Regions from separate parts of the Mus musculus genome. Here all the other regions are linked to region 3. Evidence: chromatin contacts called from public HiChIP or PLAC-seq and promoter capture Hi-C data. All regions are on one chromosome and are shown on one strand. The core of a region is the stretch at or near the end of the contact, and the rest is flanking DNA. Distances in the headings are between cores, read along the strand shown. Region 1 overlaps Chrna2 (cholinergic receptor, nicotinic, alpha polypeptide 2 (neuronal)). Region 2 has its middle 14 kb from the start of Zfp395. Region 3 holds the start of Pbk (PDZ binding kinase). Region 4 holds the start of Ptk2b (PTK2 protein tyrosine kinase 2 beta).

Region 1 (7,087 bases), core at 4,380-6,879, 340 kb after region 3:
GTGCCCCATAAACCAGGCAGGCCCATTGACAGCCATTTTCTCGCTTCTAAACCGTTATGGAATACGAAAGACAAAGACACTAGATGTCACATCACTTGGCCCTAAGAGTCTTCCCTTGTTTATTCAGCTGCAGAGAGACAGGGCCTTGAAGAAGCCAGCTCCTTGTAGTCCAACAGAAACCAGGACCCTCTGAAGCCATGGCCCCCTCCCATCCTGCTTTCCAGTTCTGGATACATCTTTATCTCTGGTGTCTGCTTCTGATGCCAGCAGGTGAGTGGGTACCACCACTACCACTAGGACTTCATCGCACCATCGTGTGCCCACAGGCTATAGAGTAGACTCCCCTGAAGGCCAGCTCATATCATTCTCAAGGGTACAGGGGGCACTTAAGGTCATTGGCTGGATGGCCAGCACCACAGGGTGAAGATAAAAGGCTGTTTCAACTCTAGTACTAGCAGCTTTGTTGCCTTAGAATGTCCCAAGCTTCAGAGTTCCTGACCTCAACATGCAAACAGCATCATAGAGCACTCAAGATCACTGTGGGGATGAGGGAAGCTTACACGTAGCACACAGGCTAGGGCAGATAGGTGGGTATGCACACAGTAGCTATGGTCATGGCTGTACTTTCTATTCCAATGGCAGCTGAAGATTTGTCTGGTCTTTTATAAGGTAGTTCTTTGCCTGCTCAGACAGCAGAGCCCCTGAGTGGAGAGAAGTTATTATGCAAAACACAGTGCAAAAGACATAATCAATCCCAGCAGACAGTTTTGCAGAGCTTTGCACAGCTGAAGAGAACTGGTCAGAGCTGATGATTTAAGAACTTAGGGTGGTACCCTGCGTGGGAGATGTTCTCGTGGGCATTAGTAGCTCGTTGTAAAAGTGGATGAAAAGGAAAAAAGATCTCACTGTCAGCCAGGCTCATAGCAGTGGGTGAAGCCCCTCTCAGCCATCTCCCATCACACCACCCCTCCACCCCGCCCCGTCGCCCCATACTACCTGAGGCTCTTTGGTTCTGGCTGAGACTGGTTTCTAGGTCTGAGCTTTTTTTGCTCAGCTGGGGCAACCCTCACTCCCTGACTTAAAGTCAGGAAGACACCAGGAGTATTTGCTGTTTGCCTGATGCGTTATTATGCAAACAGAGTGCCATATTGGTGCTGCGTTAAGCACCAATCTGCGTTAATCTATGGGGTTTGTGATGGGCTTCTTATGTATGTAACCCCTGTACTGAGGCTACATGATGTGGAGTGCTGCCCATTTGATGGGAGGTGAAGGGAAAGCCACAGGCTCACCTCCTTGACTTCATGCAGACTCACTCTTTCTTTTCTGTCCCTATCTCACAGTGTTGGCCCAGCAAGGCTCGCACACCCATGCCGAGGACCGCCTGTTCAAACACCTCTTTGGAGGCTACAATCGCTGGGCACGGCCAGTGCCCAACACTTCCGATGTGGTCATCGTGCGCTTTGGACTATCCATTGCACAGCTCATAGATGTGGTGGGCCTGCCTTTTCATGCTGCACTCCCTTAATCAGCGCCCACCCCACCCCCCCCCGCCCCCAGCCCACACGATCTCTCTCTTGGTCCTCCTTGGATTCAGCTCAGCCCTTCTCCCACCAGCCCTCAAAGCCCACCCTGGACACAGCATGCAGCTACCTTGTTGTGTTGCCATGGTCCCTTTGTTCCCATTCCTTGGAGCCCCCAAGAGCATAGGTTGTCTAAAACACATGTTCAACTCCCCTCCTCTGTGATTGGGTGACCCTGAGGAATCAGAGTACTGGTGACAGGAAGGGTGGCTGGGCTTTGAGTGTCCTATGAGTAGATCCTCAAAGTGCCTCCTATACACTCTGTCTTCTGGGATGGTTCATCAGATACCCCAACTATTTTACTTTCTATCTCTGCTACCCCAGGATGAGAAGAATCAAATGATGACCACCAATGTCTGGCTAAAGCAGGTGAGTCTTCCATAGTAGGAATTGGCAGACTTGTGCAGTCTCCAGACCCTTCTAGGACCCTCATTATCTATCGGCAAGATGCTAAATTCATGGGTCATGATCAGTAGTCACCTAAGAGGTGAGGCAGCTGTGGTACTGCAGGCTGCTCTCTCCGGGGGCTGGCTTTTGTTTGGCCAGTCTCTTACTCAACTGTTCTTTTCACCCACAGCACCAAGGGATGCCTTTCTAGGAACAAGCATCTCATAGTCCCAGGTTTACAAGACAGCTCACTGAATCGGCTCCCTTCATCATAGGACAAGGGGGTACCCAGGTATGCCCAGCTCCAAGGTCCATCTCCTAGGAGTGGCTTAGAGTCTGTGCTACCTGGCAAATGACCCCAGAGCTCACAAGCATAAAGCAATGACCCATTTATCACACATTTGTGGTCTGGTGGTCAGATGGCTTTCTCTGCTTCAAATGGTGACTAAGGTACTTGGCGGCACCTGGCCAGCTGTGGTTAGTGTGTTACTGTCTAAAATGGCTTCCCTTACATCAGCAGTTTTCAATCTCTGGGTCACAGCCTGTTGGCAAACCTCTATCTCCAAAAATATTTACATTATTCTCATAACAGTAGCAAAAGTACAGTTATGAAATAGCAATGACATAGCTTTCTGCTCGGGGGTCATCACAGCACGAGGAACTGTATTAAAGCACTGCAGCATTAGGAAGGTTGAGGGCCACTGCCTTACATGTCTGTCTTTTACATGGATATTTGGAAAGCTCTGGAAGATTCTGAAAGGCTGGGGTCCTCCATGCGCACTCTCAGGTTCCTTCACTAGGGTCTCTTTGGCAGTTGATTTGATGGATTCTCACTTGGTGTCTTCAAGTCTCCCTGAGTGACAAGAGACAGAAAGTAGAAGCTGAAAGCCACTTATGGATCTATAGCAATCTAGCCTCCATCTTACTTCATTCTATAGGCACAGTCAGTAAAGAATCTAGAGTCGGGAAGAGACAAAGATACCATTTCTCCATGGAAGGAGAGTGTGTGTGGAGTTCTGGGATGGGCCACTGTTGGGCAGGCTCATTCTGTCATCCCAGAAAATCCCAAGGCCTTAAAGTGGAGATGACAAAGGGACATGGGAAAGGAAAGCTAACCCCTGCCCTCAGCTTTCTACTCTGGCCCCTTGGGTACCTGACTGGCCCTGACTCAGAGGCCAGCAGGCAGAAACCCACCAAGGCAATGCCATTTCAGAGTCTTTCAAATAGGTTCCTTGCTCACTGTAGGGGTTCTACACACAACCCCCGACTCACTGGGTTCTGGATGCGTGATAGCTACTTGGGTCAGGGGCTGCTCTGAGCCAATTGCTTCTGCTATTGCTTATTCTGGAGTCATTGGAGGGTCTGAGCCTCATCTCTATGGATGAACCAATGGGAACCAGAGTGAGGGGGAAGCTTTAAAAGGTGTGTGCAGTCATGTCATGGGGGGTGGTGTGGTCCTAGATCCTCGATCACCACGATTGTCCTGGTCACTCATGCCAGGGTTGTGGAGGAGGAGAGGAAAGGGCACAGTGGTGGAACCAGGCCTTCTGCAGCTGCCCAGGACTAGCCTGAAATGCTGGAGAAGTTATTAACCCTCTGGAAGCTCCTTTCTCCCCATCTGTGAAGGGGTGGCTCATCTGTCTTAGACCTATGGCCGTCAGATGCCCCCATTTGATGTAAGTGTCCCCAAATATATGAACCTGAAATCCTAAAGGATATACCAGAGAGGGAATAAGAGCTCGGTATTGGGAACTAAAGGGTAAAGCTCCGTTTCATACAGTGCTTGCCTGGGTTTGACTCCCCAACACCGCAGGCACTGGGCATGGGGCTCATGAACTCCATCCAGAGCCTGGGAAGAGGGGCTGAGAAGAAGCAAATGTTTAAGGTCGTTTTTTACCTTTACAGTAAGTTGGAGGCCAGCTTGTGCATGAAACAAACAAATAAACAATAACAAAATCTGGTTTTAAAATGCACTTGGACCTGCTCTGGTGGAACACAGTTGGGACCTAGAGCATCCTCTTCCTGCTGGGACTCCCTGGATCAGGAGGTCTCCAGAGCATAGTTGGAAGGTCATGGGTAACTCTCCTGGCTGTCTCTGGCAAGCCCTGCCTGGAGAAGGAGTGACTGCATAACAGATTCACTAAGTGGGGAGCATCAGAACAAGGGCCAGAGGCACAGCTAGAGGGCCAAGTGTGCTGGCACTGGCTGCCTGGGATTTTCACTACCAGAGTCGGAACAAAATGGGCTGCTTATCAGAAATGGTTTGCCCTATTCCCATAGCAGCCTTTTCCTCGTGCCATAGACTCTGTGGATTCTGTGGGGGCTAGGAGAGGGACACAGGGGTGCTACAGTCCCACAGCTCCTCAGATCACCTAAAGGTCCCGGTGGGGCAGTGCTCTGATGTGACCACTCCCCTGAGCAGGAATGGAATGACTACAAGCTGCGCTGGGACCCGGCTGAGTTTGGCAACATCACCTCCCTCCGCGTCCCCTCAGAGATGATCTGGATCCCAGACATTGTTCTCTACAACAAGTAAGAAGCCAGTTACTAATTAAAGTGCATCTGGGAGGGGAGAGAACTAGGCGAGCAAGAGCTCTTGCTGGGCTAGCAAGAAAATCTGTTTGAATCCTCAGTGGTCACATAAAAGCTGGGAGTGGTACTCTGGCTCGCTCTGTCTGTCTGTCTGTCTGTCTGTCTGTCTGTCTGTTTCTGTGAGTGTGTGTGTGTATGAGAGAGAGAGAGAGAGAGAGAGAGAGAGAGCACTTTAGCACTGGGGATAGGGGAGACAGGTAGATCCTAGAAGTTCACTGACCAGTCAGTTTAGCCAGACAAGCCTTCGATTCTTGAGGACCTGTCTCAAGAAGTAAAGATGGAGCATGGTCAAGGAAAGATACTTGATGGCAGCCTTAGGCCTATACACACTCAAATATGCACAAGCACTACCCACACATGTGCACACACCACACACATACACACATTTATTCACACATGTGTGCCAGCACACACTCTCTCTCTAATACATACATACATACATACACACATACACAAACATGCATGCATATATATACACAGACACATACTCATGTGCACTGGCATCTCTCTCTCTCTCTCTCTCTCCCTCTCTCACACACACACACACACACACACACACACACACACACACACTTTCTCATAAAAGAAACTAAAACTTATTCTTTCCTTTTTGGCTTGGGTAAGGTTTCACAGAGAAATCCAGACGTTAATACTTAAATGATGGCAGTGTCTCTTGCTAACATTTTCTAAAGCAGGTCTCTGGGGGACACTGCTACCTTCTTGAGATATGAATAGGCATGGAAGGTTCTTGGTGGTGGTGTGTGTGGGGGGGGGGGGGTTGGCATGTGACATAATTTTGGATAGCATAGTCACCCCCTGGTGGTCTAAGCCTTAAACACCTGTTGTTTGCTTCTGCAGGAGTCATATGCCCCGAGTTCCCCAGGCCCCATCTCTGTGCCCTGAGGTGGCACCTAGGATCCTTCCAGTTTCTGGTTCTCTCTGACAGATCAGGAACAAAGTCCCAGCAGCAGATTTATCTGAGTTTTTAAATTGTCAATAAGACAGCTGGTTGCTAATACCTGATTGCATCAAGTTCTTCTGGTAGGACAAAGGCTAGTCAGAACAGCTGCATTTAAGGGGTGTGTGAACGACACCCTCCTGCAGGTTAATAGGCAAAGGGTCAGTGAAGTCACATGGCCTCTTCCCCCGAATGGGGGCCTGCTGCCATCTAGTGGTAGTTATGTGAAATGACCGAAATTATCACTACCGGTTTGGGTTGAATGTAGGAATTGGGGGTGGAGTTTAAAGACTATTTCTACCCAGGGAAACCCAGAGTCCTATGGAGTCCTGCCTGCCGATTTCTTCCTTGTTCTTGTGAGGCTTCCTGTTTTTATGCTCTTGTCTCACCTCCCAGGTCAAGAACTAATTAAGCTTTCACAGTAATCCTGTTGAGCCCAGCCAGAAGTCCCTCCTGATCTCAGAAGCATTCCAAATGCCCAGTTGCATGGTGATGTCATGTGACTATATTTCATTTCCATGTGGTTCCCCAAGGGCAGGAACCACATCTCACATCCCTCAGGTACAGGCCCTGGTAGATGAAACTGGCCCCAAATACTGTGCTAAATGCACAGAGTACAGGGAGTTTCCTCACCAGCCAAAATGTTAGTCTCGTCTGGAAAGGAACGAAAAAGATCTGGGTACAAGATCTAGGATCCTCCTCCTCTGGAACTGAGTTCCCATTTAATCGTGAGGGAGATCAAAACACTCAAAAACCTTTACTCTAGTCAGGTATGGTGGAGAATACCTGTTATTCCAGAACTCAAGATACTGAGGCAGGAGGATCACAAGTTTAAATCCAGCCAGCAAGTTGGGGGCCAGCTGGGGCCACATAGTAAGATCCCTGTCTCATAAAACAACCACAAAAACTTCAACATACTAAATGGATAATAACAGGATCAGACTATAAATGTCCCATGATTTGAAATATGAAAAATTAAGGAATAGTCTTTATGACAGTCAGATATATAATTATGACATCAAAATGGCAATCGTGGTTTTTTTTTTTTTTAGTTTATTTAAATTTTTTACTTCTGCAATTAAAACACTGGTATTTGAAAAGGCAACTCAGATACGTCTGTCTGTAGGAGAGATTTATCTTGCCCTTGCTTGGATGACTCTACTTAGCCAGTCAATAGTGAGTTTGTTTACTCAGTTGCCCTGCTTCACGGAAGAGGCAGATATGCAGGATCCCAGCTTGTCTCCTCTTCCCAGTGCAGACGGGGAGTTTGCGGTGACCCACATGACCAAGGCCCACCTCTTCTTCACGGGCACTGTGCACTGGGTGCCCCCAGCCATCTACAAGAGCTCCTGCAGCATCGACGTGACTTTCTTCCCCTTCGACCAGCAGAACTGCAAGATGAAGTTTGGCTCCTGGACATACGACAAGGCCAAGATCGACCTGGAGCAGATGGAGCGGACGGTGGACCTGAAGGACTACTGGGAGAGCGGCGAGTGGGCCATTATCAACGCCACCGGAACCTATAACAGCAAGAAGTACGACTGCTGCGCGGAGATCTACCCCGACGTCA
Region 2 (7,401 bases), core at 746-3,245, 460 kb before region 3:
GTTCGCCCCTATAAACGCCCATTGCAGCCTTAGTAAGACGCCGCTTCCTCTCTCACAACTTCTCTTTCCCTGGGGTCCAAATCTTACTGAGCCAGGACCACCACTCAGGTCCTCTCTTGTAGTGAGTGTCCCTGATATCTGAATGAAGTTCTCTTGGCTCTTGCAAGTCCCGTGTAGTGTGAGTGTGTGTGTGTGTGTGTGTGTGTGTGTGTGTGTGTGTGTGAGAGAGAGAGAGAGAGAGAGAGAGAGAGAGAGAGAGAGAGAGAGATTGAGAAAATGTATGTGTGTGTGGCCATGCGTGAGAGACCAGGACATTGGATATCCTGTTTTATGACTCTTGGCCTTATTTCCTTGAGACAGGATTTTTTTAATGTACCTGGAGCTAGGTCAGTAAGCCCCAGTGATCCTATGCCCCAACAAAGTACTGTTTTACAAGTGTTCACACAGGCAGACACTGGGATTTGAACTCAGTGCTCATGCTTGTGCACTCTTACCCACCGAACTCTCCCCAGCTCCAGCTCCCACCCTTTGTACTATTTTCCCTTCCAACTCCTGCATGATGGCCCTAACAGTCAGCTGGGAAGCAGAAACTTGGTTCTAAGTCTCACTGGCTGTATACCCCAGGTAATACCTCTCTTGGCTTCCTATAATTCTGGAGTTGCATAAGGAAGCAAAAATTCCTTTAAATATGTTTAAGATTTATCTCTGTTCTATGTGTACGTGTGAGAGACTGCATGGGTGTATGGGTACAGAGAAATTCTGCCTCATAAAATAAAAAAAGAAGGAAAGAAGGAAGGAAGGAAGGAAGGAAGGGAGGAAGGGAGGAAGGGAGGAAGGGAGGAAGGGAGGAAGGGAGGGAGGGAAGAAGGAAGGGAGATAAAGTTATGGGCCCAGAGGGTAATGTATATAAGTTTTCATTTAACACACATTGAAACATTTGTTAACCACCAGTACCCACAGGATGGAGTTGAGGCTAATAGAGAGACCTGATAAAGGAGAGAGAGCAAAAAGGCTCCATCTGAAGAAACTTGAGCACACTATCACTTGTGTAATTTATGGAATGAGGGGTCAGAATAAAAGACCAGGGTCTTGTAGTGTCTCCCTGTCCTGTCTGGGTCTATGGCCAGCTTCTTTCTCAGACTCCCATCTTCGTCCTGTTCCAGACCCCACCATCCACACCTCTTTCCTTGGCACCACAGATCGTTCACTGCACATTCCTTCCACTTAGAAACGTGTTCGGTGCTGGATCAGGTAGTTCAAGTCTGTAAGCTCAGCTGTTTGGGAAAGAGAGTCACAAGTTCTCAAACTAATCTGTACAAAGAAGAATGGGGGTGTAGCTCAGTGGTGGACGGCTACAATAACAGGAACAAGGTCTGGGTTGAATCCCACAAGATTTCAAGGGTTACTAGCCATAAGATGCATTTGCCTTAGCCTGTAAAGAGATCCCCTGTTTGTTCCTCCATCCTTCCCCCCAAAAAACCTTGACTTCAGGCCCCTAAAGCCTTGTCAGGCTGCTGCAGGTACTAGCAGGGAGCACGTTAAAAAGACAACAGTGTGTGACCAGTCCTGAGTGATTTTTTTTTTTTTTTATTAGCTTGGATGCCAATCCCTATTCTGAACACCTTATCTACTGGTGTTACTCTGTGCATCATCTCTGTTAGGTAGTTACTGTCGCTCCTCCTCCGGGTTATAAGTTATCTCTGGAATCCAGCAAAGATTTGCCTAAGATAACAAGTAGGTGAAGAAAGGGGCTGCGGAATTCTGGCCTGAACAATCCTTCCTCTTGTCACAGGCACAAGAAAGTACTGCTGGGAAGGCCTCCCACCTCTCTTTGCCAGCTATGCCTAGCTCCATTATAGCAGTTGTGCTGTCCCCGGATGAGGCGGGGGCTGAGACTGGGCTGCAGGTTTGGAGTGGTCAGTCATTTGACACTGACCAGTAAGAGACCAGACAGAAGCAACAGGAGGTGGAGTCTGACAGTGGATCTCTTCAGTCCTGAACCTCAAGTTCGCTCACCTTCTAGGAAAGGGCGACCAGCGCCACCCTGACCGCGCAGGGGTGCGCGTTTACGCCGCCGGAATGTATACGTTTAAGGACCGAAAGGCCGATTCTGGGGCTCAGGCAGCGACTTTAAGAGGTTCAGCCGAGCAGAGGCTATAGGGAAGATGGAGCAAAGCGCGTTGCGCCTGCAGAAACAGAAGCGGCATACACGCCGCCACGAAGCCCAGCCCGGCTCGCGGGCTGGAGCAGAGCCAGGCCGCGCAGGCCTCGGGGCGGGGCGGGACGGGATCTGGCCACGCCCCCAGCTTATTTTTCTCTCCGGCCCATAGCGCGAGTCACGTGGGCGGGGCCGCGTGGGCGGGGCGGTCCCTTGGGAGGAGGCTGGCTGAAGGCTCCGGGCCTCTAGCGCTCCGGGACCCGGCGAGAGAAGGAACGGAGGGGTGGGAGTGGAAGAAGGCATGCGGGCGGGGCCTGTCGTGGGGGCGGGGCCTGTTGCTAGGGCTGGCGCAGGAAACTGGGCTCAGGGGCCCGGCTTACTGGCTGCGGGCTCCGGCTGCTTGTTTACTCCTGGCGGGGGAGCAGTAACCCGGTGTTGGCGGAGGGGGGTGGGAGAGCAAGCGCGAAAACGTGGCCCGGAGTTCCAAGCTGAGGGAGCGGAACGGGCTGGGGGCCGGGGCTGCGGTGGGCCTGGATAGGAGCTGGATGATCCGGCGCAGCGCAGTCTTCAAACAAGTTCCTAGTGGCTGCACAGCTCCTCCTGGCCTTTGCGCCTTCCACCCTGCACACACAGTACTGTGGTTGGTGAAGGGTTGCATGCACATCGTTTTTTTAGGCCCTGAATTTCTTGGATCCTTTAGGATAGGACTATGGAGCGGTGTTTCTAGTGTTGCTGCTCGAAGAGGTGGACGCCTGCTGCGTGCTTGTTCCTGAGTGGGTCTCTGCCACTTTTTTTTTTTTTTCCAGGAACTGATTCATTTGCTGGTCCTCACGTAGTTCACATGCTTGCATCTGGCCACAATACACACAAATAAGCCCTTTGGGGGTTGTTCTAGGCAATTCAATAGCTTGTGCTTGGTTTTTCTAACTAGGATGAGCCAGAGGGCTGCTCACACAACCTAATGTGCTCCACAAATGAACTCGCAAAAATTAGCGAACACCGGGCAATACCTTCCTCAAATGAGTTTCCATTCATCTGAAAAATACAAAGCACGGAGAAACTGTAGCTGTACGTGGTATTTGCTACTGTATCCATTACCACTACCTAACCGGTTTATATCTGAGGACTTGAAGCACACCACATAAAGACTCTAGTCAGTCAGAAGTCACAAACATAGAGAAGGAAGGGAACAGGAGGCTTTTGAATTACCCCACCCCCCAAAGCGCTGACCCTATTGTGTGAGGACGTGTGATTTTCTGTCATTAGTGTCTCTAATTTGGAACATCAGTCCTCTATTCCCTGGTGTTAGTTATTAAAGATGTATTATTATCTTAGATTGTGTGTGTGCTTGCATGTGGGTATATGTGAGTGAGTGCAGGTTCCCAAATGACCAGAGGTGCTGCATCTCCCGAAGCTGGAGTTCCAGGCTGTGGTGCACTGCCCAGTGTGGGGAACTGACCTCCAGTCCTCTGGAACAGCAGCAGCCCTCTTAACTCCTCTGCCAGCTCTCCCTGTGGTTTCATTTGGCTTCACCATCCTAGAATCCTACCCTTTCTGGGATCAGTGGTCTAGTGGGTGGGGCTTTTTATCACCGCAGTCAATTACAAGTCGTCTCCCCCAACCCCCATGACAAACAAGGAGGTAGTTGGGAGAGAAAAGGCTGTTTTCTGCTAGAGTTGCTAAGTTGAAATGTCAGAGTTGTGAGTTGCCAACAAACTGTGTTCCCTAATATATGAAGGAAGTCCTTTCAGGGGAAGGGAGGCTCTTTTGAGGTAGGAAAAATAAATGAAACTACTAAGATAAACGGACATGAGAAATTTAGAGACTAAATCATTACAAATAGGTTTAAACTTGGGCTCTCCAGAGCTGGGAATGGGTCTAGTTCCATATTAGAGCTCTTGACCAGTGTGCAATATGGCCTGAAGTGTTTCTAGATTTCTCAGTTAAGCAGACAAGTCTGCTCTTTTTTTTGCTTAAGCTAGCATAAACCGAGTTCCTCTTACTTATCTCTAAAAAGAAGTCTGACTAATAAGTTTGGCACGGAGTTTATTTTTCCCTCCTAGAATAATGGAAGTTGGGTGCTGGCCACAACTATCACTTCTTAAGTGTTCTACTTCCCGTAATGAGTCATGCCAAGTGTGTGTGTCCCATGGATGTGGGTTAGACAGCAAGCCCAATTCTTCAGGAAGTATCACTGCAATTGCAAACAGGACACACTTCAACCAGCACAAAAGGAGGGTTAGACAGATAACACTTAACCTCGGGAGACTGTAATTGTCTGAATCGTGAATAAAATATAGACGGAGATTTTAGCTTTTATAAAATGTATGCATTTTTAAAGGATCTTGCTAAATAGATCAGGCTGACCTGGAATGAATGATCTTCTGCCTCAGTCTCCACAGCTTGCTAAGACTGCTAAGACCAAGCTTATTTATGTATTATATTTATCTTATTTTGCTGGCACAGCCTCTCATGAATCTCAGGTTGACCTTGAACTGGATTCAGGGCCAAGGGTGATGGCCAGCTTCCACCTCCCGAGAACTCCACAGGTGAGCACTGTCATACCTGGAGATCACCCAGGGCTTCATGGATGCTAGGCAAGCACTCCAGAGCTGTCTTCTCTTGTTTGTGAGAGAGTACTCTTGGTTCTTAGTGATATGAAAGGAGAGAGAGAGAGAGAGAGAGGAAGGGTAGGAGGGAGAGAAGGAAGGAAGTTTGATAACAATTATTAGTTGGTTCTAGCTGAAAGATACACGGGGACAGAAACATTCATAGTCACTAAATCTTAGACACCAAGGGTCCCTGGTGTGTCACTCTCTTTCCTGAATAGTTTCAGTGATGGAGACCTGAGTGGATCACCAGGGACAAGGGTGTAGGTGATCCAGAAAGAGCATAGATCTATGTCGTCATCCAGAAAAAGCATGGGTGGACAGTCTTTTTGCATTTTGGTCAGCAACGGACATTCTGAGGGGGAGAGTGGGTTGTGTGTCCTCCTTGAAAACACATCCAGGATATCGGCACAGACATTTTGAAAGGAAAGGAAAGCTGAAACGGGGTGGCTAGCGATTACTAGCACTTGTGGCTCCTACAAAACACAGGGGTTCTGTTTCCAGTCCCTAGATGTTGGTTCATAGCTTCGGATCCAGAGGATCTGACACATGTGGTACACAGACACACAGACAGGCAAAATGGTTATATGCATAAAATAAAATAAAGAAATATAAAATTAGTGAATCCATTTAAACACTTGAGATAGCTAGAATCCTAGGCCCTGTCTACTCCTTGACTCCTGTGGGGGAGGAGCCTCTCTACCTGGTGAGCGCAGGCTGCTAGGTTCTCTGCAGAGCTGGTCTACAGCACTCCCATTGTCCCTGGAGAAGAGAGAGAAACAAGAAAAGCAAGGCTGAAGACAGCAGGAAAAAAGGGGGGAGAGAGAAGCAGAGAGAAACTGCAGATGTGGGAGTTTAATTCTGAGGAGAGGAATTTGGAAAGACAAGTTTTGGAAACGTTGTTGTGTGTTGTGCAATACTCCTTGACTTCTTCCCTTCAAAGAGTCAACAGAGAGGCTGGCGATGCGGCGGCTCACATGGTGGAGTGCCTGCCTGATAGGCACTGAGCTCCTGGGTCTAGCTCTGGAACTGCAGAAGCCAGGGCTGCTGGTGCATGCCTGTAATCCCAGCATTCTGGGAAGTGAAGGCAGGAGGAACAGAAGTTCCGGGACATCATCCTTGGTTACATAGAGAACTGAAGGGCAACCATGACAATACATGACAAAGCAGGTAGGCATGAGGAAGGGTGGCAAGATGGATCACCAAACAGAAAGCATGAAAACCTGAGGACAATCCCAGGACCCCATGGTGGAAGGAGAGAACTGATTTGTGAGAGGAGTCCTCTCACCTGCACATTCATGTGGTGCCACGTGTGTGTATGCCTCACACACACACACACACACACACACACACACACAGAGAGAGAGAGAGAGAGAGAGAGAGAGTCTAATAAATAAAAGAAATTTAAAAAGAGAATGCAATAACAGTACACACAATCTTTTAAAGAAAGCCTCACCCAGGCGGTGGTGGCGCATGCCTTTAATCCCAGCACTTGGGAAGCAGAGACAGGCAGATTTCTGAGTTCGAGGCCAGCCTGGTCTACAGAGTGAGTTCCAGGACAGCCAGGGCTACACAGAGAAACCCTGTCTCTAAAGAAAGAAAGAAAGAAAGAAAGAAAGAAAGAAAGAAAGAGAAAGAAAAAGAAAATTAAAAAAAAAAGAGGTATCCCTTTATAGAGTCCCAGAGAGGCCATTGTGTGAGACAGTGAAGTTGAAGCCTGGCTTGCCTTGGAGGTCCCAAGATGTCGGAGATGCCAGAGCTGTGGTACCCATCAAGGAAAGCTACTCACTGGGAATTGAACCAGCCCAAGAGAGAGAAGTGTGTTGCAGTCAACAAAGCTGAAAGGAGTTGGAGCTCTGAAGAACATTTTGACATCAGACCTGGAGATGCAGAATTTAGAGTTTGCCCAGCTGGCTTTCAGTCTTGCTTTGCTCCAGTATTTTCTCCTTGTGTTCCCTTCCTTCCCTGTGTTTTAGAATGGTAATGTATATCCTGGGCCATTATATGTTGGAAGTATGTGATCTGCTTTTTGATTTTTTTTTTACCCTAGGGGATTACAGTTAAAAGATTGCATGAACATCAGAAGAGACTTTGAACTTTGGACATTTAAAGGTTGTTGAAACTGTAGTAGACCATAGAGTTTGAAGTTTTGAAGTTGGACTAAATACATTTTGCAGTATGTTATGACTACAAGCCTATGGGAGCCAAGGAGTGGAATGTGGTGGTTTGAGTAGGTGTCGCCCCCATAACTCATGGGCTTGAATGCTTGGCTCACAGGGAGTGGCAGTATTAAGAGGTGTGGCCTTGTTAGAGTAGGTGTGGCCTTGTAGAAGAAAGTTTGTCACTGTGTAAGTGGGCTTTGAGGTCTTTTTTTGTTTGTTTGTTTTGTTTTGTTTTTTGAGACAGGGTTTCTCTGTGTAGCCCTGGCTGTCCTGGAACTCACTCTGTAGACCAGGCTGGCCTCGAACTCAGAAATCCACCTGCCTCTGCCTCCCAAGTGCTGGGATTAAAGGCGTGCGCCACCACTGCCCTGTGAAGAGATACCTCTTGACACATGCCTGGCCTCAGGGACTTTCCTTAGTGGCAGAGGGAGATTCTATAACCTCCCTCCTCTGTTCTTGACTCTAAATCCAG
Region 3 (7,268 bases), core at 3,975-6,474:
AAGACTAAGCTGACTTCAAAGGGAAAAGCCTCAAGAAGGGAGGAGGTGGTAAATTGGAAGGTTAGGTGGGAGTGGCTGGAGGGCTGGTTGTCCAGGCAGAGAAAGGAAGAGACTTAAAGACGCAGGAGAAAGAGAGGTCAGAACAGAGATGGGGTAGGTAATAAAGGTGTCTTAGGGGCCTGGTAACTGTGATGAAACACTATGACCAAACCAAACTGAAAGAAAGAAAACTAAATTCAAGACTTTAAAGCCCTAGCCAAAAAGTTTATTCAAGGTCCATGTCTCATGCGGCTTGCTAGTTAGGAGAGCTTTTTGGGCTTAGAGCAAAGAACAAAGGCTGTAAAGTCATCCCAGGAACCAACTAGCCATTGAGATAAGAAAGGCACACAAGGACAGTCTCCTGACAAGCTCAAGATGAGTAATGGACCACCTGCTGATATGGTTTGGGTTTTAGCCAGATGTCCTGCCGACCAAGATAAACACCCTCCCTTTAGAGTTACTATCACATACTGCTCTCTGATGTTTAAATTGCCCATTTGTGTGTAACTGCACCGATTCTTCCCCTAGCCCCAGACCCTTTTTCTATAAAAAACCCTAGCTTTCGAGCCTCGTGGTCGACATCTGTTATCTCCTGTGTGAGATGCATGTCGGTCCAGGGTCCAGAGCTCCGTCATTAAACTGCCTCGTGTGTTTACATCAAGACGGTCTTCTTCGTGATTTTTGGGTGCACCCCGAATCGGGGGAAAAGAGTTCACAAACCAAACCAAAAAACCCCCAAAACAAACAAACAAAAACCCAACTAGGGGAAGAAAGGGCTTATTTTGTTTACAATTGCACTTAACATCTCACTATCAAAAGCCGTGAGGGCAGAAACTCACACAGGGTAGGAACCTGGAGGCAGGAGCTGATGCAGAGGCCATGCAGGGGTGCTGCTTACATGGCCTGCTCAACCTGCTTTCTTACACAACCCAGGATCATAGCCTTGGAATGGCCCCTCCTGCAGTGGGCTAGGTCCTCTCCCATCCATCACTAATTAAGAAAATGCCTTACAACTGGATCTTATGGAGGCATTTTCTCAGTCCCTCCCCTCAAATGACTTAAGCTTGTGTCAAGCTAACATAAGTCTATCTGGAATAAAAGGAAATCTCCATCAGGCCCTGGATATAGAAGAACAAAGGCCAGCACACAGGAGCATAAGCTGGAGGCTCCAGTGCCTTCACCTTGGGACCTAAATGTGGGTTGCCAAGCCAGATGAGGGTAGAGTGGTGCCATACCCCCCAAACCCCCAAGGCTCTCAGAGAGCACAGCAGGAGTGGGGCTGCTTCCTTCCCAAACCAGGCTTGGGCCTACTCAACCCAATAGAGACAAAGGCCACAGCACCATAAACCCAATTAGGCTTCTGGTTTCCACACCAGAGAACTAACTTCTCAGAAATAATGCCAAGGCAACTACATTGGTATTTGAATTGGTGCTCATTAACATTTGCCTGTCTTCAATCAGGTCCGCATATGCAAATTAGGTGCCTTTCCTCTCTAGTCCCTTTTCCTCCCCTCTTCCCTGACTTCCCTAGCCAACCATTGCCATTTCAATAAAGATCTGCTTACCACACAGTCTTTACACCCACCATGCTCCACCTCCCCTGCTTCCTAGCATCTCTGTATCCTGAGTTGGGGACAGGGAACCTAAAGACCTCAGGACGACAGAACTTGTGACATGCCTAGGACCATGTTGAACTGACTGTTTGTAAATACAGAAGCAACACGATAAAAAAAAATCTTTTTTTTTTCCTTCTTTCCTAAAAAGTCTCACCATCCTTCTAGCCAATCAGCGGCGAGGACACAACCTCAAAGAGAATTAGAATGCAGCAACCATAAAGAATAGAGAAGGAGGGAGACGATACTCTAGAAAGGAAGAAAAGCATTAAAATTCTCAAAGGAAGTCCTGGAAAACCAGACATCCCTAAAATGGCGCGGGGATGTGACTTGATTGTTTGCGTGAAGCCTTGGGTTCTATCCCCAGCATGGCATAAATGGGGCTTCGTGGTCTCAGCACTCAGGAGGAAGAGGCCAGAAGATCCCAAGCTCAAGAGCATCTTTGGCTACATAGCAAGTTCAAGCAGGACAAGCTGGTCTGTCAGAATCACTGTCTCAGAAAACAAACAAGCAGGCAAGCAAAAGAGCTGATGCTAGAGTCTGCTAGAGCCAATGCAGAATTGGTTCTTTTGTTGAAACAGTGCAATTAGAACTTTACAAACTGCAAGAAACAGCTGATCCAGGTTAGAGCTGCTCTCTATGACAACTGACTAGCGGGTAAGGTTTTGAAATTAATGGATGCATTTCACAGGCAATAGCAATAAACTTGTGATGATCATGTGTTTCTGGGGTTAATCTCTGGGGGTTCTTTTAACAGGTCCAAGACTGGAAACAGAGCAGGATAGTTGTAACTGTCAGGCAAGGGCCTTTATTTTCACTGATTCTTTAGCCTCAGTTTATACCGTGCCAATAATTTCATCTCCCTGGAGGGTCTTTTCACAAGCAGTGGTTAATTAAGAAGCTTTTGGGGTCTGGCTTTAGGCAGAATTTTATTATCTACTAAGAAAAGAACACAGAAGGCTTGTAAAAACCTAAGACTTAATAAAAACATAGAACAGTATAGATATTTAATGAAGGTGAGGTATATAATACCACGTTTACACTCACAAAAAATTATTAAGATAGGGCTGAAGAGTTAAGAGTGTTTGCTGCTAGCCGGGTATGGTGGCACACGCCTTTAATCCCAGCACTTGGGAGGCAGAGGCAGGCAGATTTATGAGTTCGAGGCTAGCCTGGTCTACAGAGTGAGTTCCAGGACAGCCAGGGCCACACAAAACAAACAAATCACAGCAAAAGCTAAATATGTGTGTGTATCCTCACGAAATACAATCACCATCATTTAGCTTTTATCATCTCTATGATGGGGGTGGGGTGGGGGGGTGGGGGGTTGGCAGTGGTGTGGGAGAGAAGGAGAGGGCTCCAGAGCTTCTGGATTGACTGGGTGCCCTAGGCAAGAGGAGGGTCCTTTTCTTTGTCAACGAAACAGGCAAAGGAAGGTTTCAGATGCAAATGGCTTTGACTTTGATGGGTGAACAGAGGGCAGGAGTCTGTGAGTGATCTCCATTTTATCTGAATAGCTGTGTGTGACAGAGCTCCTTTCAGCCTGCAGGATGGCCTCTCCCCAGCACAGATTTCCAACAGTTACTTAATTACTATAGGGCAAGGAATAAACAACACATTTATTTTGCTTGAATGATGTCAGATAGTTCTAAATTGAGCAAAATCTCCCGCACTTAGAAAAGAAATCTCGGTGCTGGAAGTTGGCTCAGCAGCTGAGGGCACTCTGGAGGGCTCTTCCCAGCCTGATCTACATATCGGGTTCTGGGTCAGCCAGGGCTACATACTAAAAAAGAAAGAGAGAAAGAAAGAAAGAAAGAAAGAAAGAAAGAAAGAAAGAAAGAAAGGAAGGAAGGAAGAAAGAAAAGAAGGGAGGGAGGGAGAGAGAGAGAAAGAAAGAAAGAAAGAAAGAAAGGAAGGAAGGAAGGAAGAAAGAGGGAGAGAGAAAGAAAGAAAGAGGAGAGAACTTGTAAGTGAAAACATTTGAGAAACTGAATCATAGAAATAAAATAGGTATTAGTGCCAATGAGATTGTGAGACCCCGACTTAGAGCGTTTCTACCTGGAAGGTAAGGCCCCTGGACGTTCCCCAAACTTGTTTTCCCTGATCTCTAAAAATGCAGCCAGAAAGAAGCTCTTTGTTCTCTATAGCCAGCAAAACGCCTTTTTTGTTTTTGAGCCTTACAGCCAGAGATGCGATAATTGTAGGAAGACCTACAAGGACATGGAGATAGACGACGCTGGAGAGGAGGCTGCAGCTCATCACCCCCCCCCCCCCCCCCCCCCCCCCCCCCCCCCGCCAGAAAGAAAAGGAGCTGTAGCCAACTCTCCTCCCAACTCCTCCCAACTCTTCCCAACTCCTCCCAATTCCTCAGCTAGCCCCCTACTGTCACCACTCAGGGTCGAACTCCCCTGCCCTACATGGCAGAGGGACTTTGTCCTCAGCTAGCTGATAATAAAACCTCTTGCAGTTTGCATCAGGTGTGGTTTTCTCTCGGGCCACTGGGGTGCTGGCCAGCTCATCCCGGGACTTGAGCGGAGGCCCAGCTTCGGGGGTCTTACAAGATAATGTCAGTAGACAAATGAGTGTGTTAATGTATATAAACACATGAATACATACGTGTCATGCCACTGTGTGTACTTCTGTCTTCATAAAGAAGATGTCCCTATCTATCTGGCCTCAGACTGGTTGAATTTCTTTAACCGTTTGAAGAGGTCACAATGCGGCACAGAGCGTTCCTGTTGAGGAGGCCTCTTGGTGCTTCTTGTATTACATTGTATGTTTTCTTTTTTAAGGTATCACATGGTCTCTGAGCCACATAGTAGGTATGGGAATGTCTTCCTGTTCTCCTAAACTTAATTCATTTTTCTTGTAGAGAACACAGTAGATTATGTTATGCAGTGGGCACTCAAGTGCAGATACCTGACACCCAGTAGGTGCTCTGAAAATATTTGTTAAGTAGACTGTGGTAATTCCAAGAATTAACAAAACTGGGCCAGTGAGATGGCTCAATGAGGATAAGAGCTTGCTGCCAGAGCCTGGCCTTCTGATTTAGATCTCAGGAATCTAAGGAGGGAAGGAGGGAGCCAGTTTCTGCAGTTGTCCTCTGATCTTCCCATGTGGGTAGCAGAAACACACACACACACAAACACACTAACACAGCAATAATTTTTTAAGTTAGCAAAATTTCAAAATATTCTATATTTATTCTCAGCCTCAAATAATGAAAATCTACACATTTCTAATTAGTGTTTTAAGGACACATATATCTGCAATAAAACTTCCTAGTTGCATATTCTGAGCAGTGTTTGTAATTTGGGTAATTTGCCTTCAAAACAGATATATATTTTGTTTTTCCGCCAGCATCTGTCTGACACTTGCTATGTCTTTCTAGCCATCGCTCTGGAAGATTTCTTCTTTTAGGACTAAATCAAACCTGGAAACTCCAGTAAACCTGGGAGGACTGTGCGAACGCGTGAGTTTTGACCCTAGTGCCGCCCCGTAGTCTTCTGGCGGGACCTTTGAAAAAGCGTGCTTCTTACACACCGCGGCGGTTACTGCGAGTGTTGGCGGGAGGGAGCTGTTCCTGCATTTTCTGGAGCGAGTCTTCTGACTGCTTTTAGTTAGAACTCCAGTGCCCCTCGGCGGGCCGCGGCCTTTGAAAATGCGCGCGCCCTAAACGCTGCGGCGGTTACGCTGTTGGCGGGAGGGAGCTGAGCCTGCACTTTCCGGACTAGGTGTCCAGACAGCTTTGAGCCAGCCCGTCACTTTCACCTTTTTACCCGAGCGTGCGAGCGTGGTAAGGGAAAGCCTGGCCGACTCGAAGGTGGTTGGCAGACTGGGGGTCAGGGGTGGAGCATCGAGGACCTGAGGGGAGGGTCGCGGACGGGAGGGACGGGGACGAGAGGGAGGCTGCCTCCACTGGAGGACCTGGAGGAGATCTGCGGGGAAGAACAGCAAACTGAGGGTACACAGCGGCTAGGGGAGGACCCAGGGAGATAGTGGATGGAGAATAGGGGAACCCCTTGGAGCCATCGCACACCTCCAAGCCCCTGACCCTGAGCTCCTTTATCGCGGAAAGTTTGGGGGTTCAGGGAGAAAGTCACTCCCTTCCCCATGAAGGAGGAGGGGGGTGGGGGTGGGGGGAGGATTTCTCTGCTTTTAAGGTGAGGCCACAGTAGAAAAGTGGCCTGTGGTAGGGCAGTGACTCATTGGGTACAGTCTGTGCCCAGCATGCATGCAGCCCTGGGATCCATCTTCAGGACCCCAAAACCTGGAAGCAGTAGTGAGTGCCTGGGGTCCCAGTAACTAGGGAATGGAGACCAAAGAAAGGACAGGGAATATGGCTGTGGGTAGAGTTTTATACATGGGATTACTGGTATTAAAAAAAATATGTTTACATGCTTATATGAAAATTCATAGTGAAACTCGAAATCATGTAGAGTTAGCATATGCTAATAAAAAGATACTTTTGAAAAGCCAAGCAGTGCTAATATTATAAAGTTATGGGTGGGGGACGCTGGAGTCTTGATTCATTGGTTAGAGCCTGCAGGGCTTTTGCAAAGGCCCTGAGCTGGTTGCCAGCACCCATGTGGAGTGGCTCACAAACAACTACATGTCATTCCAGAGGAGGCCATCCTTCACTTCAGGCTCCTGTACTGTTGTGCATAGACCACCCACCCCTGCCACACACACATAGGTGATGGAAGGTGTATAATGAAAAGTCAAATCTTTTTTTTGTTTTGTTTTGTTTTTTCGAGATAGGGTTTCTCTGTGTAGCCCAGGCTGCCCTGGAACTCACTCTGTAGACCAGGCTGGCCTTGAACTTAGAAATTCACCTGCCTCTGACTGGAGTACTGGGATTAACGGTGTGCGCCACCACGCCCCTGGGAAAAGTCAAATCTTAAATAAGCAGTTCTCATGGTAACCAAGCATGTGACCTCAGTGCTTGGGGATTGAAGCAGGAGTATGTCGTGTTGGATGTCAGCTTGGTGTACACAGCCAGTTCAGGGTAGTCTAAGTAATGGGGAGACCCACATAAATGGGGCTTAGAAAGCCCATCAATAGATGCCCCAGCTCTGTCAGATGTGCCCTTTGAACCCCAAGCCTAAAGGTGATATGGGTTAAAGAAAGTATAGTTATTTAACAATTAATGCCTATGGAATGTATATGCAGATCTACGACAGTATAGACTAAGGCTCTATCTCAGCCAGGAAAGAAAAGTCCCATTAGACAACTGAGCTGGGCGGGACGTAGGATATTTTGGTACAAACAGGGTAAGTGGAAGAGAGGCATTTTTGAGTGTCCAGAATATGAGGGAATGCTGAAATGTTTAAGCCTAGGTATTTTTTTGTTGTTGTTGTTGTTTTGTTTTTTGTTTTTTTGAGACAGGGTTTCTCTGTGTAGCCCTGGCTGTCCTGGAACTCACTTTGTAGACCAGGCTGGCCTCGAACTCAGAAATCCACCTGCCTCTGCCTCCCAAGTCCTAGGATTAAAGGCGTGCTCCACCACTGCCCGGCTAAACCTAGGTATTTTAATCTTTGAAAAACACACTGTGCCCTTTGTATCCAGTCCTCAAGCTGTGGTGGCAAGGACAGTCTCCAGGCTGCTCTTTGCCAA
Region 4 (6,470 bases), core at 3,934-6,433, 480 kb after region 3:
GGCTTCAGGAATAGGACAGAAAAAAGCTGAGGTGGAACTCATTGGAGCTCAGAGTGTGTCTGCCTGTCATTTGTGAGAGCCTCAATTCTGTCCCCAAACTGGGGGAAAAAAATTCTTGGGCATGGTAGTACATCCCTGAAAGCTCAGGACTTGTGGGGAGAGGTGCAGCAGGTGGAGTGGCGATGGTTGTCTGAGGCCAAGATGGGGTACACAGGATAACCTTATCTCAGAAAACTTAAAGCAGAAGCAGGCAGGAGAAATGGCACAGCTGATCCATGCGGCGGAGAGACTAAGCTTGTACCGCTTGCTGGTCACCCTAAGCTAGGCTTGCTCCTGCGGCTTGCTAGCCACGCCCTGGCCGGGCAGAATGAGCAAGTTCATGGTAAATGAACCTGTGGTGGTCGGCGGTGTCAGCTCAACAGAATCTAAGATCTGGGGTTGCCTGTGTAGGAGAGTCTTGATTGCAGTAATTGGGGTGCAAAGACCCGCCCACTGTGGGGGACACCATGTATGGGTTGAAGCTATAATGTGGCCAGCTGCTTCCAGTGACTTCTGCCTTGACGTCCCTGCCATGGCTGACTGTATTTTCCCCACCTTTAAGCTGCTTTTGCCAGAGAACTTGATCACAGCAACAGGAAGGGAAACTACAACACATCTGGAAAATCAAGATGGATGGCATTCTGGATAATAATGCCTGAGGCTGACCTCTAACCTATACCAAGCATACACAGGCACTTGCTCGACCCCCTCACCCACTCCATCCCTGCCCCACCACAAACTTGTGTGCTACACAGTCAAACAAAACAACAACAACAACAACAACAACAACAACAACAACCACAACAACCAGTAGTTTCTTATAGGCTCAGATGTAGCCCATAAATTTCAAGACATGGGAGAGTTCACACTTCTGAGTATCTACTGTGTGTCTGTTGTGTTTTATGTATGGCAGAGGTTATTAAGTTGGTATGTGAGTATCCCTTCTCAGGGATAATATTAATTAATAAAACAATAGTCTATACTTCTTGGTGCATGTCTACAGCCCCAGTGCTCTCAGGGCCTGGCTTCTCCACTAGATTTCCAATGCTCTGACACTCACAGGCTGACCCAGCACAGCACAGGACTCAGGAGGGGGCAATAGGGAGCTCTCCTGTTCTGCCCTGGGTGATGGCAGCTGTCACCTCTCTTTTATTTGTGTCCTGGCTAATGCAGATGACATCATCTTACCACCTCTGCCTTATAGATAAGGAAGCCACAGCTAAATGACCTCCAGAAGGTCACAGAGAAGGTCCAGTTAGTCACTGTAATCCTAAGTTCCTGTTTTTTAGTGTTACCAGGGTCCTGCTCTCCCTCCCTTGTCTTGAGGCCAGCCTGAAAGATAAGAGAAGCACACAACACACACACACACACACACACACCCCTCCCTTCTCTCATCCTTGCTCTGACTCTCAAACCATCCCAGCTGTGCCTCTCTGGTCTCCGCCTCTTAGTTAACTCCCTGAAGTTCCCATTGCCCCGGCAGGCCAGGTAGTCTGAGATAATAAATCCCCAGCTGTGTATGAGAGACTGGGGACTGCACCAATCAGGAAGGGCTAAGCAGCCCTGGGTTAGGGAGATTTCTATTCCTGAAAAATGGTGAGGCTGGAATGTTGCACACAAAAGCTCCTGAGCGTCTCTGAGCTGGGCATGATAACTCTGGGAGGAATGCTAGGAGGAACTTTGTCCATCTTAGTTAGAAGTGTGGGGGAGCAATGACTTCTGATAGATTGTGTGGCCTGCACCCCACACATGCATCCACATTCTCTCTGTGTGTGTGTAATGCTTCTTTTCCTTGAAAACCTGGTGGGCCTTTGTAGCCACACTTGCCTTTTCTGTGAGATCTAGCACAGCCCTGGGCATGTAAATATAAACAACATATCATTTGAATGTTTCATTGGCAGAATATATCTATTTCTATCGGATAAATGGCACCCTTAAGGGACTGGGGACAAAATGGGCTGGGCTGGGGAGGCAGAGATTCATCACTGAAGAAAAGGACCGTTTAATACAACCCATTAGTACACAAGGGAATCTCTCTCTCTCTCCCTCCCTCCCTTCCTCCCTCCCTCCATCTCCCTCCCCCCTCTCCCTCCCCCTTCCCCTCTCTTCTCCCTTTCTCTCTCTCTCTCCCCTTTTAGGAGGTCTCCTTAGGAATGTTCTCATTAAAGCCAGAACCTGTTTCACTGGGTGCCCTTCCTTCTTCTTGCCCCAGCTTGAGTTTTCTAATAAGGAAGTTATTATAAAACAAACGATAATGAAAACCTAATTTTATGGTGCATTTTTGGGTGTTTTGAGCACATTTTCTTTTCATCCATCCATATTTCTCTCCAGTTAATTAAGGTTTGAGCCAGTCCTCTCTCCCCACCTGCTGCCCTCCAGGAAGAGAGCCCTTTGTCTCTTCTGTCTTTGAAGCAGGGTCCTGGATGGGCAAGGAACCCTGAGGAAATAACTTTGTCTCACTCTCCCTCCCGCCTCTGTTGAGAGACAAACTTTTCTCACTAGAAACAGGAACCAAGCCAATGCAGGTTCCCTGCGGTCTCCAGACACTCTATAAATTCGAACAGGAGAAGATGGCACCCCAGGCACTTTGTGGATGCTCTTTCCGTCACTGTGAATGTGTCGTTTCAAGTTAATATACATAGCACTCAAGTGGGGCTTTCATACATTATCAAGGCTCCTACCCTAAACCTCGACAAATAGGCTCTGAGGCTCAGCGAATCCAACAGTTTCCCCATAGGTCTGAATCTAGGACCATTGGTCCAGTGTCTTTCCAAGTTACTACCAAGTGGACTAAGCTGCTTTCACGGTCCCTAGACCCTCCCTCGGCTGTGCAGATGTGTAAGCTGTCTGGGGTGCTGCTTTTCTTCTCTCAATAGCAATATCATGACCAGTCCTAGAATGAGCCTCCAACTGGACCTGTCAGGATTTGTCACAAAATAAATATGCCCTGAGCCTGCTCTTGAGGTGCTGGGTTAGTTCGCAGTCTAGACGGAAGAACATCAGCCTCCGCGTCCCAGACAGACTCAGGACATCCAGTAAAGCTTCAGATAAACTGTGAGTAACGCCGGAGTATTAGGTATATCCCAAATACTGCATGAGACATACTTAACGCTGAGAACCAAGTCTTCAACACATTTGTACATTTAAAATTCAAATCTGAATGCCCCATGTTTTCATTTGCTAAATCTGGCACCTCCATCCCGGAGTGGAGGCACCCTGGGAAGTTTCAAGCAGCCTGAGGTTCCAAGCTTTGCTCCTAGAGGAGTTGCCATGGCAGCCTGAGCACGCCTTCCTAGGCTGGGGAGCATCCTCTATTTAAGGTTGCAGCTCCTCCTGGCCCCTGAACTCTAGGCTCCTAACAAGATGGGCTTCTTGGCTACTTTCGGTTTCCCCGGTATCTCTTGCCGCTCTTAGCCCTTGGATTTGTACTTCTCAGGCTCTGACCTGCTTTCTTCTCCTCGGTTAGTTAATCCCTATTGATCTTCAGTTCTCTTAGTTGCTTCTGCCACAGATTCAGGACCTGTCCCTGCCCAGCCCTGCCCACCCTCTGGCACTGTAATTGGTGGAACTTCATTTCTTCTCACGACAGTCCCGCCCATCCTAGCTCCGCCCTAGCTGGGCAGCTGGAGCTACAGGCTCCTCCGTCTCCCCTCACCTGACAGGAGTACCTGGGTTCAGGAAGGATGCTAGTAAGTGAAAGAAAGAAGGCAGACTGTCCTGCCAAAGTTAGGTCTTTCTTATGAATGTGACTTCTTCCTTCCTTCCTAGGGTCGTGAGTCACTTTTCCCCCACCCCCTGCTCTGCATTTCTTGCGCCCCCGCCCCCACCCGGTAGCTACTGTGAACCGCAAGAGTTTGTTGACCTGAGCACACTGCGGCTGCCTGGTACCCCTACCCTTTCCAAACCATGCATTGTCTCAGCGGGCTCCAGACTGGTACAAGATCTGCTAAGGTTCTTCTCCCTCCTGCTTTCCAATTCTCCCGGGCTAATGCCCCCCCCCCACACACACACACCCAACCCTCAGGTCCCAGCTTGGTTTCTTCAAGGAGCACAGCGGAATCGGAATCTTGCTTCCAGTATAGGGGTGATGGGAGATATTGGTGTCATCTGGCTGAGGGTGAGGGCAGGTGGCAGGACTTGGTGGGCCTCAGAACGTCACCCATATGCTCGCTGTTCACCCACCCAAAGCTTTGCCCACGCACAGCCTGGCAGCAGGAACAGCAGCCCAGAACTTAACCCTCAAGGGGCATGGGGAAAGCAGCTTCAAAATGAGCCAGTGCGGCTGGTGTGAACTTTGGAACTTCAGCACGAACACACACGCACACACACACACACACACACACACACACACACACACACACTACACACACTACACACACTATGGTATGGTTCCTCTTGGAGAACCCCGTTTGTCTTAAAGCTCCAGCTTCAGGGAAAAAAAACAACAAACAAACAAAAACAAAACGTCCCAGAGGCTGGGGATAGGGGTGGTGCAGGGGTGGGAAGATAGGCCACATGGGTGCCGAAGGGCACTGTGGAGAAGAGCGCGCCGTGCCTGGGCAGAGGTCTGAGCTAGAGCTGAAGTTGGGTTCTGAAGCCCTCGGTTGGGTTCGGAGTTCCCAAATCCAACCTTTAGAGACAAGCATTGTTGCTGAGCCGATTTCAATCGTGCCCCTAGTCGCCCCTCTCTGAATAAGATAACAGGACAAAAAGGGAGAAACACCCTTTAGTCTTAAAAAGAACTCCAAAAATAGATGCCTTCTCTAGCGCCCTCCCTAACCCCCTAGCTCAGGGCGGCAAGCTCAGGGAAAGCACCTGCTCCGCGCCTCCGACTTTCTGGGTCCTTGGCTACCTTTCCAGGAATTCTCAAGCTTCCCGAAGGACTGGAACTGTAGACCCTCTCCAGCTTTCCACTTAAGTCGAGCGATCGAAGTGTCCCTGACCCCGGCGCTGGGTAGGAACACGCAGGACTTACCCTCGGGCGAGGCGCGGACTCGGGCCAGGGCTCCGGGCTGGGCCAGGTGAGCGCAGCCGCCGCAGGTAGGACGCGCGGCTCTGCCTGCAGAGGCTGAGTAAGAGGCTGACAGGTTGTTTTTCCCCCTCCTCCTCTCGGTCGTTAACCACACCCCTGCTGCTCTCCTCTCCACTTCCTTAAAGGGTGGGGTGTGCTGTCTGTGTGTGCAGGCTCCAACCTCTTACCATAAACTCTGAAATAGATGCCGCCTGCAATTCCTGGAGCTGCCCGGCTGACCCGGGGGCCAGAGCCCATTGCCTTAGGGCCCCAATTGGGGTCCTCAGGTGCTCCGGACCTCTTGCAGTTGGTTGACCTCCAACTCCTACCACACCTGGCTTCTTCCAGGCACCCTTCTCTGCAGCCTTTAGTCACCAGACCTGACCCATGTTCTCAGCAGTGGCCCCCATGGCTCCACACCTTGAAATGGCCCTCACCCTAGGTCAGATAAATATTAGGGATGCCCGATATGACTGGTACAGGATTGGAAACACCTAGGACTGGGTTTCTGAGCCCAGACCCTGGAGGACCAGAACACAGTCCCAAAACAGTCGGGGAAGGGGTTGGGAATGTAGCTCAGACGGTAGAATGTGTGTCTAGCCTGGATTCCATTCCCAGAACCAAAGGCATAATACTGAGTGTAGGTGGTGGATATCTGTAATTCCAACGCTCTGGAGGTCTATCCTTGGCTATGAGGTGAGTTCAAGATGAGGCTAGGCTGAAAGAGATCATGTCTCAAAAACAAAACAAAACAAAACAAAACAAACAAACAAACAAACAAACAAAAAAACCCCAAACCCCAAAACCCAACCCCAACCCAGCATTAATAACAACAAAACCAGAAAAGACTAGAGAAGCCTTACAATGATTTTCTTCTGTGGCCCTCTCCCTGCATCAGTTTGTATCCGTGACCCTCCGAAGAGGCTGGCCATCTCTTTACTGCATCAGTAAGGCAGTGGTACTTGAGGCAGATCTAAAGTACTAAGTTGCGACATCATTTACTTCTCTAGCCCGAGAAAGATTCTGACTTTCTCCTAAGTGGAGGTCAGTGAGCTGGACTTAGCAGGAGACCCTGCCCCAGACATCTTTATCCTGTGCCCTTTGGGGTTTGGGGTTTAGTCACAGTTCTGTCTCTGATAGTAGCAGTCCTGAGACTGCAACATCAAGCTGCCCAACTCCCTGTGAAAGCCACAGTTTTCATGATGACACTTCTTCACCCTACCCCACCTCCAAGTTCAACAGACCTGCTGCCCCAGGAGACCATCAGAAGCTACCAACACTCATCTTTCAGAGTGGTGGTGATGGCTTCTCAAGAGAAAGCAGACTTAATTAATTAAGAACTCAGGAGGCAGAGGCAAGTAGAATTCTGAGTTCAAGACCAGCATGATCTACTGAGTGAGTTACGGGACAGCCAGGCTAC

The links. Promoter capture Hi-C pulls out the DNA fragments that hold promoters and counts their contacts. HiChIP or PLAC-seq counts read pairs in DNA pulled down with a chosen protein or histone mark.
Region 1: a promoter capture Hi-C map of the 3T3-L1 cell line shows a contact between it and region 3, with 2.4 times the contacts expected there. The contact joins the enhancer-like site here to the promoter of Pbk in region 3. A contact is called at or near these places in 2 of 39 promoter capture datasets (the 3T3-L1 cell line and hippocampal neurons), 1 of 15 datasets of contacts at CTCF or cohesin (the NIH/3T3 cell line) and 1 of 484 Hi-C or Micro-C datasets (large pre-B cells).
Region 2: a contact with region 3 is called in an H3K4me3 HiChIP or PLAC-seq map of pro-B cells, with 3 times the contacts expected there. The contact joins the enhancer-like site here to the promoter of Pbk in region 3. A contact is called at or near these places in 2 of 39 promoter capture datasets (embryonic stem cells and stem cell-derived epiblast-like cells), 2 of 484 Hi-C or Micro-C datasets (the G1E-ER4 cell line and embryonic stem cells) and 2 of 115 datasets of contacts at active chromatin or transcription factors (large pre-B cells and pro-B cells).
Region 4: a contact with region 3 is called in a promoter capture Hi-C map of liver, with 2.6 times the contacts expected there. The contact joins the promoter of Ptk2b here to the promoter of Pbk in region 3. A contact is called at or near these places in 5 of 39 promoter capture datasets (3T3-L1-derived adipocytes, liver, pre-B cells and 1 more) and 1 of 115 datasets of contacts at active chromatin or transcription factors (pancreatic cancer cells).

What each region holds. Positions count from the first base shown.
Region 1 is chr14:66,142,017-66,149,103 of GRCm38.p6, forward strand. It overlaps Chrna2 (cholinergic receptor, nicotinic, alpha polypeptide 2 (neuronal)), which reads left to right. Exons shown (of 7, transcript NM_144803.2): 2 at 128-270; 3 at 1,341-1,492; 4 at 1,905-1,949; 5 at 4,390-4,499; 6 at 6,771-7,087. The coding sequence starts at 198. Among named protein-coding and RNA genes, the nearest start is that of Chrna2, 4.6 kb to the left of the region's middle. Within about 2 kb of position 5,630, at least 43 of the 459 cell types and tissues checked have an H3K27ac peak or open chromatin away from gene starts, as enhancers often do.
Region 2 is chr14:65,341,431-65,348,831 of GRCm38.p6, forward strand. No RefSeq gene overlaps it. Among named protein-coding and RNA genes, the nearest start is that of Zfp395, 14 kb to the right of the region's middle. Within about 2 kb of position 1,996, at least 394 of the 459 cell types and tissues checked have an H3K27ac peak or open chromatin away from gene starts, as enhancers often do. A contact at or near this core is called in the G1E-ER4 cell line, embryonic stem cells, pro-B cells and 1 more, where this site is marked.
Region 3 is chr14:65,800,687-65,807,954 of GRCm38.p6, forward strand. It overlaps Pbk (PDZ binding kinase), which reads left to right and starts at 5,225. Exons shown (of 8, transcript NM_023209.2): 1 at 5,225-5,448.
Region 4 is chr14:66,275,869-66,282,338 of GRCm38.p6, forward strand. It overlaps Ptk2b (PTK2 protein tyrosine kinase 2 beta), which reads right to left and starts at 5,184. Exons shown (of 31, transcript NM_001162366.2): 1 at 5,015-5,184.